Regions from separate parts of the Cricetulus griseus genome. Here region 2 is linked to region 1. Evidence: chromatin contacts called from public Micro-C data. All regions are on one chromosome and are shown on one strand. The core of a region is the stretch at or near the end of the contact, and the rest is flanking DNA. Distances in the headings are between cores, read along the strand shown. Region 1 holds the start of Tulp4 (tubby-related protein 4). Region 2 overlaps Sytl3 (synaptotagmin-like protein 3).

Region 1 (6,115 bases), core at 1,537-4,036:
GGTATTGGTCTCATTTCTCCCACAGGAATGGGAGTTTCTTTTATAAGTAACTTCTCCCTTCTAGAGACTTCTGCTAATCAAGGGCCAGGTGTGGTGGCACATATCTGTTACCCTGTCATTCTGGAAGATTCGGCTGGAAGGTCACTAGTTTCAAGCAAGCCTGGGACACATAGTGAAACCCTGTCAAAAGACAACATAGCAAACAGAAAACAGCAGCAAGAGGTGAGGCACCATTAACGTAATTCCAGAAACAGTGTTTGGGGATAGCCAAAGAAAAGGAAAAGGAAGGAAAAGCTGTTCCAGCTGCGGGCCATGTGTGCCACCCTGTCCACCTCTCTGCTTTCAGACTGCACCAAGGTCACAAATGCAAAAGCTTGATCTCATTTCGTAAAGCTATTTTCTTGTTCCCCATTTGCTCCCTTACGAAGAGAGCCAAGCAGTCTTTTGGTCCTAGGCTTTGGGTCCAGCTGTGACTTTGCTGGGCAACATTGAGAAGGACGAGGAAGAGGAAATATTTGGCTGACTGGAGTTTTAGGCTCTAAGGCAGAGAGGCACAGATGGGATCTGAAGTTCTGAGTGTAGAGCCCAGCTCATCGGAGAAATAAAATGGTGGCAACAAATCCAAGACTGCCAGTCAGGGCTGGTTATCCACTTTCCTCTAGGGTCACCCTGATATGGGCTCTTTCTTTATCTGAACCAGCTTCCTACCTTGCAAATCCCCACACAGAGCTTTTGTTCTGGACAGTGTGGTCCAGAGTAGGAGATCAGTAAAGATGGCAAGCCCAGCTTCAGCAAGTGAACCTAAGTTTCTTTGGGGGTTAAACATTTTTGTCCTCAACAGCTAGTTGTGAAACTGCTTGACATAAGACAGTGGCTAGAGTTCTTACTCCCCCCACCACTCATCATAATTTGCCCTGTTCTAGCCTCAGTCCCTCTACACATTGGTAGGAGTGTGGGTGTGACTTAGCTTAGAGCAGTCCAGGGGATGTGGGCATTTGTCCTTTCTGCTGTGTTTCCAGTAATGAAGCCTAAGCTGGCACCAACATTTTTGGCTCTCAGAACACAGTGAAAGACTAAAGGCTTGTATCTTATTCTCCAAAAGCTCTGGCTCCAGCTTCCATGGGCATGTGCTGAATATCCTGGTGGCTGAAGGGTTGAATCAGCAAAGACTTTGGGCTTTGGATTTTGTAACAGCCAGGGAAGGGAGATACTCACACTGATACTGGGTAGCAGGGAGAAAGGAAAGAGATCTTGTGACAGGATCTCTGGGGTCCCAGGATCTCAGTAATGTGATAGGGTGTCAAGAGAAGGATGGAGAGGCAAGGAGGGACCAAGAGTCACCTAGTTATAACTGCAGAGCCCTTGTGCCTGCTGGACCAGTTTTGTTGTTCCCACCTTCCTTCACAGAGGCTCAGCCACACAATGGAGAGCACACAATGTTTATGTCACAATGGTGTCATCATGCTCTTAAACCAGAATGACTATCAGTTCAACTCTGAGCTCAATGTGTGGCCACAAGGCAGAAGAGAGTGTAATGTCCAAAAAAAGACCACACATCCCTCACATTTTAATAGTGTGGGAAGAAGTTTTCTCCAACTTGAACTTAGAGCCAAAGGAAAGCCAGTTAGGAATTGAACCAGTATTACTGAATAAAGAGATGCTATTCATTGCAGTAACCATCTTCGGCAGTTATTGTTTATTGGTTTAATTTCTCCAACTGTGTCGTTAAAATTCTAACACTGAAAAAAATATTTTAAGCACAATAAAATGGAAACTACTGGGCCAGTGGGATTTCAGAGGCCAGTAGAAGGGTCCCCTTTCCAAATCTCCCTTCTAATGGCTCCCAGTTGCTTCAGGTATTTAAATAAGAGGCAAATCTCTTCATTCCATAATTAGAAAGGGTTTTAAAGTGTAAAATGCAGATTCACAACCGACTTAACAGATTACTCAAGTGAGTCCCCAGGTGAGACCCAAGCTTAAGATCTTAAGCAAGCCGCCTTCCTTCTGGAAATGTCATCAAAGAGAACAGACTTTTTAAGGGGTAAGGAAGGGGCCAGGCACGGGAAGCAGTTACAAAACAGAGAACAGAAAGAATAGTAAGATACAGTGTTAACAGATACAGAGTACGATAGAAAGAACAGCCTTGTTGTTCCAGCATGTGGCTCTCCGTGAGTTCCAAGCCAGCCTGGTCTACACAGAGTTCCAGGAGACATAGTGAGACCCTGTCTCAAAAACAAACATACCTCTGTTGGCATTTGTAAAATATCCAGCACAGTGTTAGAGCCTGACGGACTCTTACTCAGACTTCTGATAGAATTAATGGAAGGAAACATTTAAAATATGAATTGGCTAGGCACGGTGGCTCGAAATCCCAGCATTCAAGAGGTTGAGGCAGGAGAATTGAGTTTGAGGCTAGCCTGCGCTAAAGAAGACCCTGTCTGTAATGAACAAACACACACAAAACCGTAAAATGCTTTTAAACGTTTGCAGATAGACAGAAATAGAAAGCAGTGCCTCACACTTTGAGAGAGCGTCTCCTGTTCTTAGCCTTGCCTTAAGATGCTGATCTTGCCTATTTTTAAATTTTAAACCACGCATTCTCTACACCCAGCAACGCTTTCTTTGTAACGATGGAAAAACCGAGGGGTGGCACAAGTTTCCGTTCTTAGCCCATCCATTTAATAGAGGGGGGAAAGGCTGTGTGTGAAGCCTGGTTGCCTGTGTGACTTAACGTGACGCTACGGATCCTTTTCTCCCTTTAAGCGACTGGAGGGAGCACTGACGTGACAGCAGCAGCACCGCTGAAGGTACTTGAATGGCTGTTTCCACGGGAGCCACGCTGGCTCATAGTACAAGCCGCCGTGTGCTCGCCAGGGGCTCTGGGTGGGAGCCGGCGTGATGTCCACTTCCGGCCCCCGCTGGCAAACGCAGACCGGATCGCGTGTGAGCACACTCCGGAGGAGGCGGCGAAGCTCTGGGCGATTCCAGGTGCCGTGGTCCAGGCTGGGCGCCGTGGCCGCGACGGAGGCGGGCGGCGCGTGGGAGGATCGAGACCGCACCCCGCGCGCGCGCCCGCGCGCCCGCTCGCCCGTTCGCCCGCCCAGCCCGCTCGCCCGCCCAGCCCGCGCGCTCGCAACGGGCAGCGCCACCGCCGCGGGTCCGCTTGGGGCGGGCTGGGGAGGCGCCGGGTCACGTGGCGCCGTCACGTGGCCCCAGCCCGACTGGCGGCGGCGCTGAGGGAGGCGGAGTCTCGGCCGAGACGCGGGGGTGGGGGAGGCGGCGGCGGCGGCGCGGCGCCGAGGGGCTGCCGGAGGCGGAGGCGGAGAGGCGCGGGGCCGCCGCCACGGCCGCTCGGGAGGTGAGGCTGCACCAGGGCGGCGGGGACCGGGGCGGCGGGGCCGGGGCGGTGGGCGCGGTGGGAGCGGCCGGCGCCGCGCGCGGGGCTCCTCAGCGGACCCCCAGCTCGGGCGGCCCGCGCCTTGCTCGTCCGCTCTCTCGTTCGCCTTTTGTTCCGGCGTGCGAGGAGATGGGCCGACCGGGGAGCTCAGGCGTGTGTGTGTAAATCAGGAGGCGTTTGGCTTGGAGCCATTTTTTTTTTTTCTTCTTCTTCTTCTTCTTCTTCTTCTTAATTGTGGAGACAGGAAAAATCCCTTCCAACGGTTTTCCCAGGGAGACTGGCTTCGTCGGCCCGGCCTCCCCGCGGTCCCTAGTCTATCTGCCGGCCTCGGGGTCCCGGGCGGGTCTCCTTTCCCTCTTTCTCCTCCCTGCCCTCCCCACCTTGAGTCAAGCCCCGCCAGCCAGCGGGTAAGCGGGGTGTCTGTCTGCAAAGCGGCCCGGTCACCTGTCGTGGCAGCTGCATGGAAATCCCGGCGCTCCTGCTGTCTGGAGCCTGTGCGGTTTCCTCTGGCAAATCACGGAGATTCCGCTCCCAGCGCCAACCCTTCCTCTGCGCCCCTGCGCCCTCCTAACCCAGCTCCTGGTGCTGACGCGAAGTTTCATCGTTTGGGGGCAATTAGCAAGGAGGTCCCCACTACTTTCTGTGGAGGCACCGCTTGGTTGGGAAGGTGAGGGCCATCTAGCTTTGTGACTTGAATTGGAGGTGGAGGGGTTGACAGTTGTCAGTGGGGTTGATGTCACTTAGGGGCCTCTTCTTTCTGCCTGCCAACCTGCCCAGGTAGGTAATCCGAAAGTCAAGTTAAGACTTCTCCCTCTGGGGATAATCTATTCCCTGAGGGGAGGGAACTGTTTTCAGGGTTTCTATTTGGGGACTCCCTTTTTAAAAATTACTGTTTAGTTTTCTTTCTTTTTATTTATTGAGACAGGGTCTGTTTAACCCTGGCAGGCCTGGAAGTTAACTGAGTAGACCAGGCTGCCCTGGTACTCAAAAGAGATCGCCCGCCTCTGCCTTCAGAGCTGAGATTAAGGGCTTGTGCCACCACACCAGGCCCAACTCTTTATTTTACTGTGGTCAAGCATCTTGAGGGTATTTCCTTAAGTCCTTGAAGCAGGTACAAGGAAATTATTTCTAAGGTTCAGAGGGATGTAAGAACAGTTCCAGGATCCTCTTATTTTGAGCCCGTTTTTTGTGTACCTGGAGTCTCCACTCCTTGGTGGGAGTTGAGTTCTTGCAGGAAGCCCAGGGGGACGGTGCCCTGTTCCTGGAGAGTCCAGGTTGGGATGGACGTGAGGGACTGGGCCCTTGTATATAGCCATACAACAACCCAGAAAACCCATGGGAAGACTCCTAGCCTTCAGGTGGGCTGGGAGTTGAGGTAAAGTAATGTAGTGATAGCCAAGGTCCGAATGGGGAGTCATGTGTCCTTTTTTTGTGCTACTGTTGGATAAATGATTGTATGAGCATTTGTGAATAGCCAAATCTAGTGTTTACTTTCTCAATTAAAGAAGAGTAATTTGTGTGAAACAGTTACTAGATGATGAGAATTTCTTTAAAACATCAAAGACTGTTTTAATAAGGGCTGTGAAAAATAGCAGTATTTTCAGGTGATGGAAGAGGTGTTGCCCTCTAGACTTGGAAGCATGCTGTACTGAGTTATAGGAAATCATGTAAGAAAAAAAATGTTTTTAACACTGTGGAGCTTTCAGGCTTGGAGGATGAATAGAAAGCCATCCTTACCCATGTTGTGGGGAATAGCAGTGTATTTACTGCACGTATTTTAAATAACTTAGAAACGATGAATGTGAATCATATTGACTTTCTGGTTCTCACATGGAGACATAAGAGTTGAATTTATTCATAACTCGCCCCCACCACTAAAACTTCAAATGGAATTTTAACTCTTAAAAAGATGGATGATACATGAAAACAGCTTTTATGTATTTTTATAATGAGTTTTCCTTTCCTTGCCCCCCTTTTATACCTCTCCTCTTTGTCTTTCTTTTATGTGTTTGTGCCTGAGTGTGTGTGTGTGCTATATGAAGCACATACAAAAGAGGGTGATGGATTGATCTTCTTGATGGAGTTACAGGTGGTTATAAGCCATCTGATATGGATGTTAGGAACCAAAATCAGGTCTTCTAAGAGCAGCAGGTGCTCTTAGTATGGCCTCATGAAGAGATGATGATTAATGGTAGTAGTAGTAGAGTTTATTATTACTGATAGTACTAGTTGATGTTGTTGTTTGTGAAGAGAGTTTTAAATCGAATCATCTACTGTTGGTGCTGAGATCCTAAGTATGAAGTATGGTGGAGACTGCAGCCTTTCTTCAATCCAGAGTTCAGCCCTCTCTCTGTCTGGATGACATATAGAACTAAATGTGAACACTGTTTTCCTTCTGAGTTTGCTGCAGGTCGGATTCAGGAAGGTTTTGAATGGCTCTTGTGACCATGGATAAGGTAGGTGGCAATCAGTGACTTCATGCCTTAAACCACCTTCATAACATCCATTTTTCTCTTGTTTTCTGTGGAGGGAAAGGGTGAAGACTGTGGGAGCAGCCCGATGGTGCATGTGTTGGTAAAGTGTAGTTAAACATTGAGTAAAACCTCTGGGTGAAATGCTGTGATGTAGTTACTGCATTCTTCCTGGTTAGGGCCTTTGGAGTCTTGTCAGTCTCTCAAAGGTCATTTGCCCGTACTGAGACTGTTGAAACTGCATGGA
Region 2 (6,243 bases), core at 335-2,834, 230 kb after region 1:
CTTGGAAGAGGGAACATTACTTGAATAATTGCACCCATTGGATTTACCTGTGGGCAAGTCTGTGGGGCATTTTCTTGATTGATGATTGATATGGGCGGGCCAAGCCCATCGTGGGTGGTGCCATCCCTGGGCAGGTGGTCCTGCTTTGTCTAAGAAAGCAGGCTGAGCAAACCATCGAGAGAAAGCAAGCCAGTCAGTAGCGTTTTCCTGTGGTTTCTGCTTCAGTTCCTGCCTGAGTTCTTGCTCTGGCTTTCCCTTGGTGATGGGCTGGAAGCCGAACAAACCTTCAGGTCAGTGTTTTATCACAGCACAGAGGACAAACCAGGATGGTATGTTTGAGCATTGCACAAGTTATAAAAGAAAATCACACACAGACGCACACACACACCACTCAATGTTTTTAATGTTTACAATTTTGTGTTGGGGCCACATTCAAAGCTGGCCTTGGGTTGGGTAGGAGCATGTGGGCCAAGACGATTCTTCTTCATTCAACTGATCCAGAGAAGCCGAAAGGTTGGATTCCATGGCCCACATAGAGAGAGGTCAGGGCAGGCCCAGTGGCTACCAATTACCTGTAACTCCAGTTCCAAGGGATCTGGCACTTTGTTCTGGCCTCCGAAGACACCAGGAATGCACTTGGTGCACAGACATAATGCAGGCAAAGTACCCGTACAAAAATAGTACTATTGTTTTAATACGTAAATATTATATTTATTTATTTATATAAGGTGTTATGAGGTCTTATAATGGCTCACTCCTTCAATCTCAACACTTGAGAAGCTAAGGCAGGAGAGGTGCTATGAGTGTGAGGGTGGGCTGGGCAGTGAGTTCTAGGTCAGCTCGAGCTAGAGTGAGGCCTGCTCTCAACGAGATAATTCTGCTTGCTTTTCAGAGTTGTGAAAATCAAAACTGGAGAATGGTTCTTCGAGGAGCGCGCCAGGAAATTCCCAACTGAAGGTAAATGCTCTTAAAACTTAACTCCCTTAAAACAAGTGTCTCTAGTTTTCAAATATTTTGGCACTGAGGTTTTTTTTTTTCTTTCTTTCAACTAAAACAAACAAAAACCACCTCCTGGTACATGAAATGACAATGTTTTTAGTGACGGGTCTGGCTGGCTTTTAAAAACTTGTGTACCGGGAACCGAGGCGGCAGCTTAGTGTATCTTAAGCAGTCACCCCTAAGCAGTGGCAGGCAGTGGGGTTTGCAAGGTGGGGACAAGCTCAGTACCTAACGCCCGGTTACTTCGGCTTACTTATTTTGGTGAGGGCTAACAGCCATCTAAGGGTAACTTGTAAAGGGGTTGTAAGGACTAACTATGCGACTCAGGTCAAGTAGGCTCGCCTGGCTCCAGGGTGTCATTCTATTTGGGATCTTTCCTCTTCCGGAGGGTTAGTTTTAGCATGAGTGACTCCGTTTTTGTTTGATCTGGCCTTTTGGGACCTACCTAGTACAGGACCTCAGACAACAGCAGCAACCTCCCAGGACTTGAGAGTACGGTTTAGGCCCTGACACCTGACCTTCCCCTCCCTCCTATGTGAGCATGCCTGTTCCTGAACACAGCCGATTGGTTACCTTTGCCAGCGGTCCCGCCCTGTCTGTCCCACTTCCTCCTCTGCTTTGCCAGACTTCCTGCTTCCGGAGCTGTTTTTCCGGGAGTCCGCTGTGTGCAAGGTTTTCTGTGATAGTTACAAGGCACTTTTGTGCCGCGTCTCTATACGAGTAGAAACTACTTTTATAATCATTTAAAAATCGTTTTGAAATCTGCTCATCCAGTATTTTGTTCGTGATCCTTAATTAGAAATAACTTCGATCAGGGCTCAGTTGATCAAGCAGATTTGGACCTGCGCTCCACCCCCAGAACCCACCTTAGAAAAGGCCGGGCCTGGTGGTCCAAGCTAATCATTGTGGATGCAGAGACAGGCAGATCCTGAGGGCTTGCATGGCAGCCAGCCTACCCTGCTGCGCAAGTTCCCAGCCAGTGAGAGTCACTGTATCAAATAAACAAGGCGGGGGCACCCCAGAGAGCCAACAGCAGCCGGTCGGGTGTGTGCAGTGTTAATTAGCAGGTCTCTCACTCAAACGAGAGAGGAGGACCAACGCCAGAAGTGGTCCTCCACCTCCACAGGCAACTCTCAGCGGCATGTGCGTGGCTCCCACACACATAGACGCATCCACACACCAAAGATAATAAAGCTAAATGCAGGTTAAATGAGTACATTTGAAAGATCTAGGGCTGGGGCTGTGTTAGTGCCAGGCTCACATGAGTGAGATCCAAGTACTGGGGGGTGGGCCAACATTTTGTTACTTTTCTCTTGCTGTGATAAAACACTCACACCAAAGCTAAGGCAACTTAGACGAAGGGGTTTGGCCAGGTGGTGGTGGTGCACGCCTTTAAACCCAGCACTGGGGAGGCAGAGGCTGGCGGATCTCTGAGTTAGAGGCCAGCCTGGTCTATAGAGTGAGTAACAGGACAGCCAGGGCTACACAGAGAAACCCTGTCTCGGAGAGAGGGAAGAAAAAAGAAAAAACAGGTTTATTTTGGTATATAGTTCCGGGTGGATAGAGGCCATCCTGGCAGGGATGGCACGGCACGGCACTGCATGGCATGGTTGGCGACAGGAGCAGTATGCTGACTTATCCCATTGCATCCTCACACAGGAAGGGGGGAGAGAGAGAGAGAGAGAGAGAGAGAGAGAGAGAGAGAGAGAGAGGGAGGGAGAGGAGGGAGGGGGGGAGGGAGGGAGGGAGGGGGAGGGGAGGGAGGAGGGAGGGAGAGGAGGGAGGGAGGGAGGAGGGAGGAGAGAGAGGAGAGGAGAGAGAGAGAGAGAGAGAGAGAGAGAGAGAGAAGAGAGAGAGAGAGAGAGAGAGAACAGGAAGTGGGACCAGACTATAAACCCTCAATGCCCACACCCTTCCTCCACTAAGGCTCCACCTCCTTAAGGTTCCATAGCCTCCCCAAACTGCATCACCAGCCGGGGGACCAAGTATTCAAATACATGAGCCTGTGAGGGACATTTCTCCTTCAAACCACCACAGACACCGTCTGAAACGTACCAATGACTTTATACATCAACAGAGCTGCTACAATTTGTTCAACCTTTCCCCAACTGGCAGGCACGACACCGTTTTATTTGATTTTTTCCTCGGCAGATCACTGTGGTGAACATCTTGTACGGGGGCTTGGCATTTCTGTGTGATTCCCTTGGCTAGATTTCTCAAAAGGAGGGTGGCTGGTTGGATGCGGGAACACTTGAAAGGGTTATGCTGCTGCTTTGCCAACACACCTTCTAGGAAGGGCATTTCATTTGGTATGCTCAGCAGGATGGGCAGCTGCCTTCTCCCCATACTCTGGCCCTCTTGGAAGCATCGAATTCCATTTGCGCTTTTGTTTTGCCTGTAAGCACTATGTGTTCATTTAAAAATCGGAAAGTGAGGCTGACTGGAGCTAAGGCTTTATAGAGCACTGGCCTGGCCCGTGTGGGACCCTGGGTTCACTCCCATCAAAAGAAAGTGAGATCTAAGCAGGAGGAGATGGGGGGAAGGGAGAGTGGAGATGTTAAAAGCTGACCAGTTTCACCCAGGGAATACTCTTTTACACATTATTTCTGCCCACCCTCCCCCCAGGTGTGTTCATGTGCATATAGTCACATCTTTAAAACTATTTAGGGACCAGTAAGGTGGCTTTTGGGGGGAAGGATGCCCTGCTGCCAAGACTGACAACCTGAGTTCAATTCCACATGGTAGAAGAGAACCCAACTCGCACAAGTTGTCCTCTGACACCCTCCCCTACTGTATTAAAAGGTACTAAAGATTTTTAACTGTTTAGTTGAATCATAAAAGACATAGCTATAAAAATGACTGATGACAACTTTATGTGATGTTTGTGTAACTGGGAGCAATTTCATCTTTAATTTTATCCTGCTATTTCTCTGCACCGTACTTTGTAAAGGACATTTTCCAGACACTTAAGCATCGTGAACCATGTGATCTCTGATGACCTCACCTCATCCATCCTCAGAATGTCTCACCATTTATTCAGCCAAGTTATGATTGTGGGTAGGAAAGGCAGGGCTATTTGATGATGAAGGCAGAGCTATACCCACAAGTACCCATCTCAGGCTCAGGTGTTGTGAGTTTTCATTTTAGCATTGAAAACTAAGCCAAGCTTAATGTTGAGTTGCAATTCCAGGGATCACTACACCCTCAGCATCAGTTTCCTTTATATGTGTTTTACTTATTCCTCCCTTAATGGTTCTGTTAGATATGTGTCATTTAAGATAAATGATACCAAAATTTCCATGAAAGTAGACTAGATGGAAGTCATATTCAGTAAAGAGTAATAGAGATAGACTGTGGGAACATTTGCTCTGCCAATCTCCCAACTTTTAAAAAAGACCTTAAGAGCGCTGGCAGGATGGCTCAGGGGGAAGAGAGTTTGCTGCTTAATTATGAGGTTCTGGGGTCAGAATCTCAGCCAGTGTGATTGTATGTGTGCCAGTAGCCCCAGGACTGTGGTGGAGAATCACTAAGGCTCCCTGGCTACCAGTCTACTCCTAGAACTGATGTGGGTGCTGGGATCTGAACTCAGATCCTCTGCAAGAACAGCAAGTATTCTTAACTGCTGAGCCATCTCCCCAGCCCCTGCTCTTGTGATATTGTTGAGGTTTATCTGTTCTCATTGGAATCTTCCTGTGGGCGGCCAGGGCTTCACGGCTCTAAAGTGTCTTTAGGAATCTTCCCTGGCTGTCTTGGCATTGTTCCCTCTAGATCTGCTGTCTGCAAGATTTGGTGGTGTGTGCAGAGGCTTCTAATGTGGTTTCAGGGACCCTGGCTTCATAATTAGCTGAAAGTGTTTCCAGTTTGTAGCTCCCGGCTTTACACACTGAGGTTGCAATTCAGTGAGGCACTGGGGACATGTTAGATGGGGCGGGTGGGACTTGAACAGGGTTATGTTAGGCAAGTCGCCAGGGCATTCTTTATGAGTACTGTGGGCTCAAGAGCTGCTAGTAAAGTGGCTATGTTAACTATGATGGGCATTTTTTTACCCTGGCTGAAACTGGAAATCACCTTTACTCTTGGCGCCGCCTTTTGGCTCGTTGCTGGAAGTGCACTTTATGTTGGTGCCAGTGGTAGCTTTTTGTTTTATCCTACAAACTTGACGTTTTTATGCCTTAATGGTCATCAGTTTGTAGAACATCTGCTTAATGTGCACAAAGCTCAGGGTTTGATTCTCTGCGTCATATAAAACAAGGCACAGCCGTGTATGCTTGTCATCCTAGCACTTAGGCATCAGGGGCAGGAGCATCAGAAGGTCAAGGTTGACTTCAGATACAGAGTGAGTTTGAGGTGAGTTTGAGGCCAGTCTGGACTACCTGACGCCTTGACACGTGTGTGTGTGTGTGTTGTGTGTGTGTGTGTGTGTGTGTGTGTGTGTGTGTGTGTGTAATAGATGAAAGTCAGGCAATATGCACATCTGTGGTCCCAGCACTGAGGCTGACTATACAGTGAGATTCTGTCTCAAATGCATGAGCATACACACACACACACACACACACACACACACACACACACACACACACACACAAATCAGAAAGCAACATCAGTAGTTTTAACTCTTTTCAGTTAAAAGAGGGTAAATGTTATACGTAAACAATCTACTCAAACGCCCTCTACTGTTAAAACTGGAAATACAATGACTTAAGGAGGCTGGTCCTCTGCACCCCCTCTGCTAAATGTCTCTGGGACCTATTGTATCACAAACCAGGGTGAGTCTGCATGTTGTCACTATGGAGATGGGGAATCTTTATCCCCTTCTGTAGCAAGTGGTGTTTAATTTTTCAAACGACTTTTAAGGGTCTTAATCTTCTACTCAGGCAACTTAGTCCGTGCCCATCTGGTCACAGGATTTTGGAGACAGAATCAGACTGGTGTGGCCTGGAAGCACCTGGGCTCATGGAGGACCAGCAGTAGAGGGGCTGGGAATGTGGCTCCGTGGCAGAATGGTTGTCCGGCATGCACAAGGCCCTGGATTCTATCCCCTGGACAGAAAGGACAAAGGGCTGGTGAGAGATGGTTCAGCAACCAACTATGATGACCCGTGTTTGGTCTCCAGGCTCCACACAGAAAGGATTGACTCCCATATTTTGTCTCTCACACATGCACTAAACAAATAAAAACTTTAAAGAGATAGGTTCCATTAAGTATGTGTACAGCTCTGCTCAAGTGTCCTCTGCACTGCTCACC

What was found. Hi-C and Micro-C count contacts between places; a contact is called where the count stands out from the background.
Region 2: a contact with region 1 is called in a Micro-C map of the CHO-K1 cell line, with 2.6 times the contacts expected there. The contact joins the enhancer-like site here to the promoter of Tulp4 in region 1. A contact is called at or near these places in 3 of 8 Hi-C or Micro-C datasets (the CHL-YN cell line and the CHO-K1 cell line).

Annotation. Positions count from the first base shown.
Region 1 is chr2:287,219,275-287,225,389 of CriGri-PICRH-1.0, forward strand. Tulp4 (tubby-related protein 4) reads left to right here and starts at 2,787. Exons shown (of 16, transcript XM_035440433.1): 1 at 2,787-2,807.
Region 2 is chr2:287,451,012-287,457,254 of CriGri-PICRH-1.0, forward strand. Sytl3 (synaptotagmin-like protein 3) reads left to right here. Exons shown (of 15, transcript XM_035440437.1): 3 at 893-957. Among named protein-coding and RNA genes, the nearest start is that of Sytl3, 13 kb to the left of the region's middle. Within about 2 kb of position 1,585, at least 3 of the 6 cell types and tissues checked have open chromatin away from gene starts, as enhancers often do.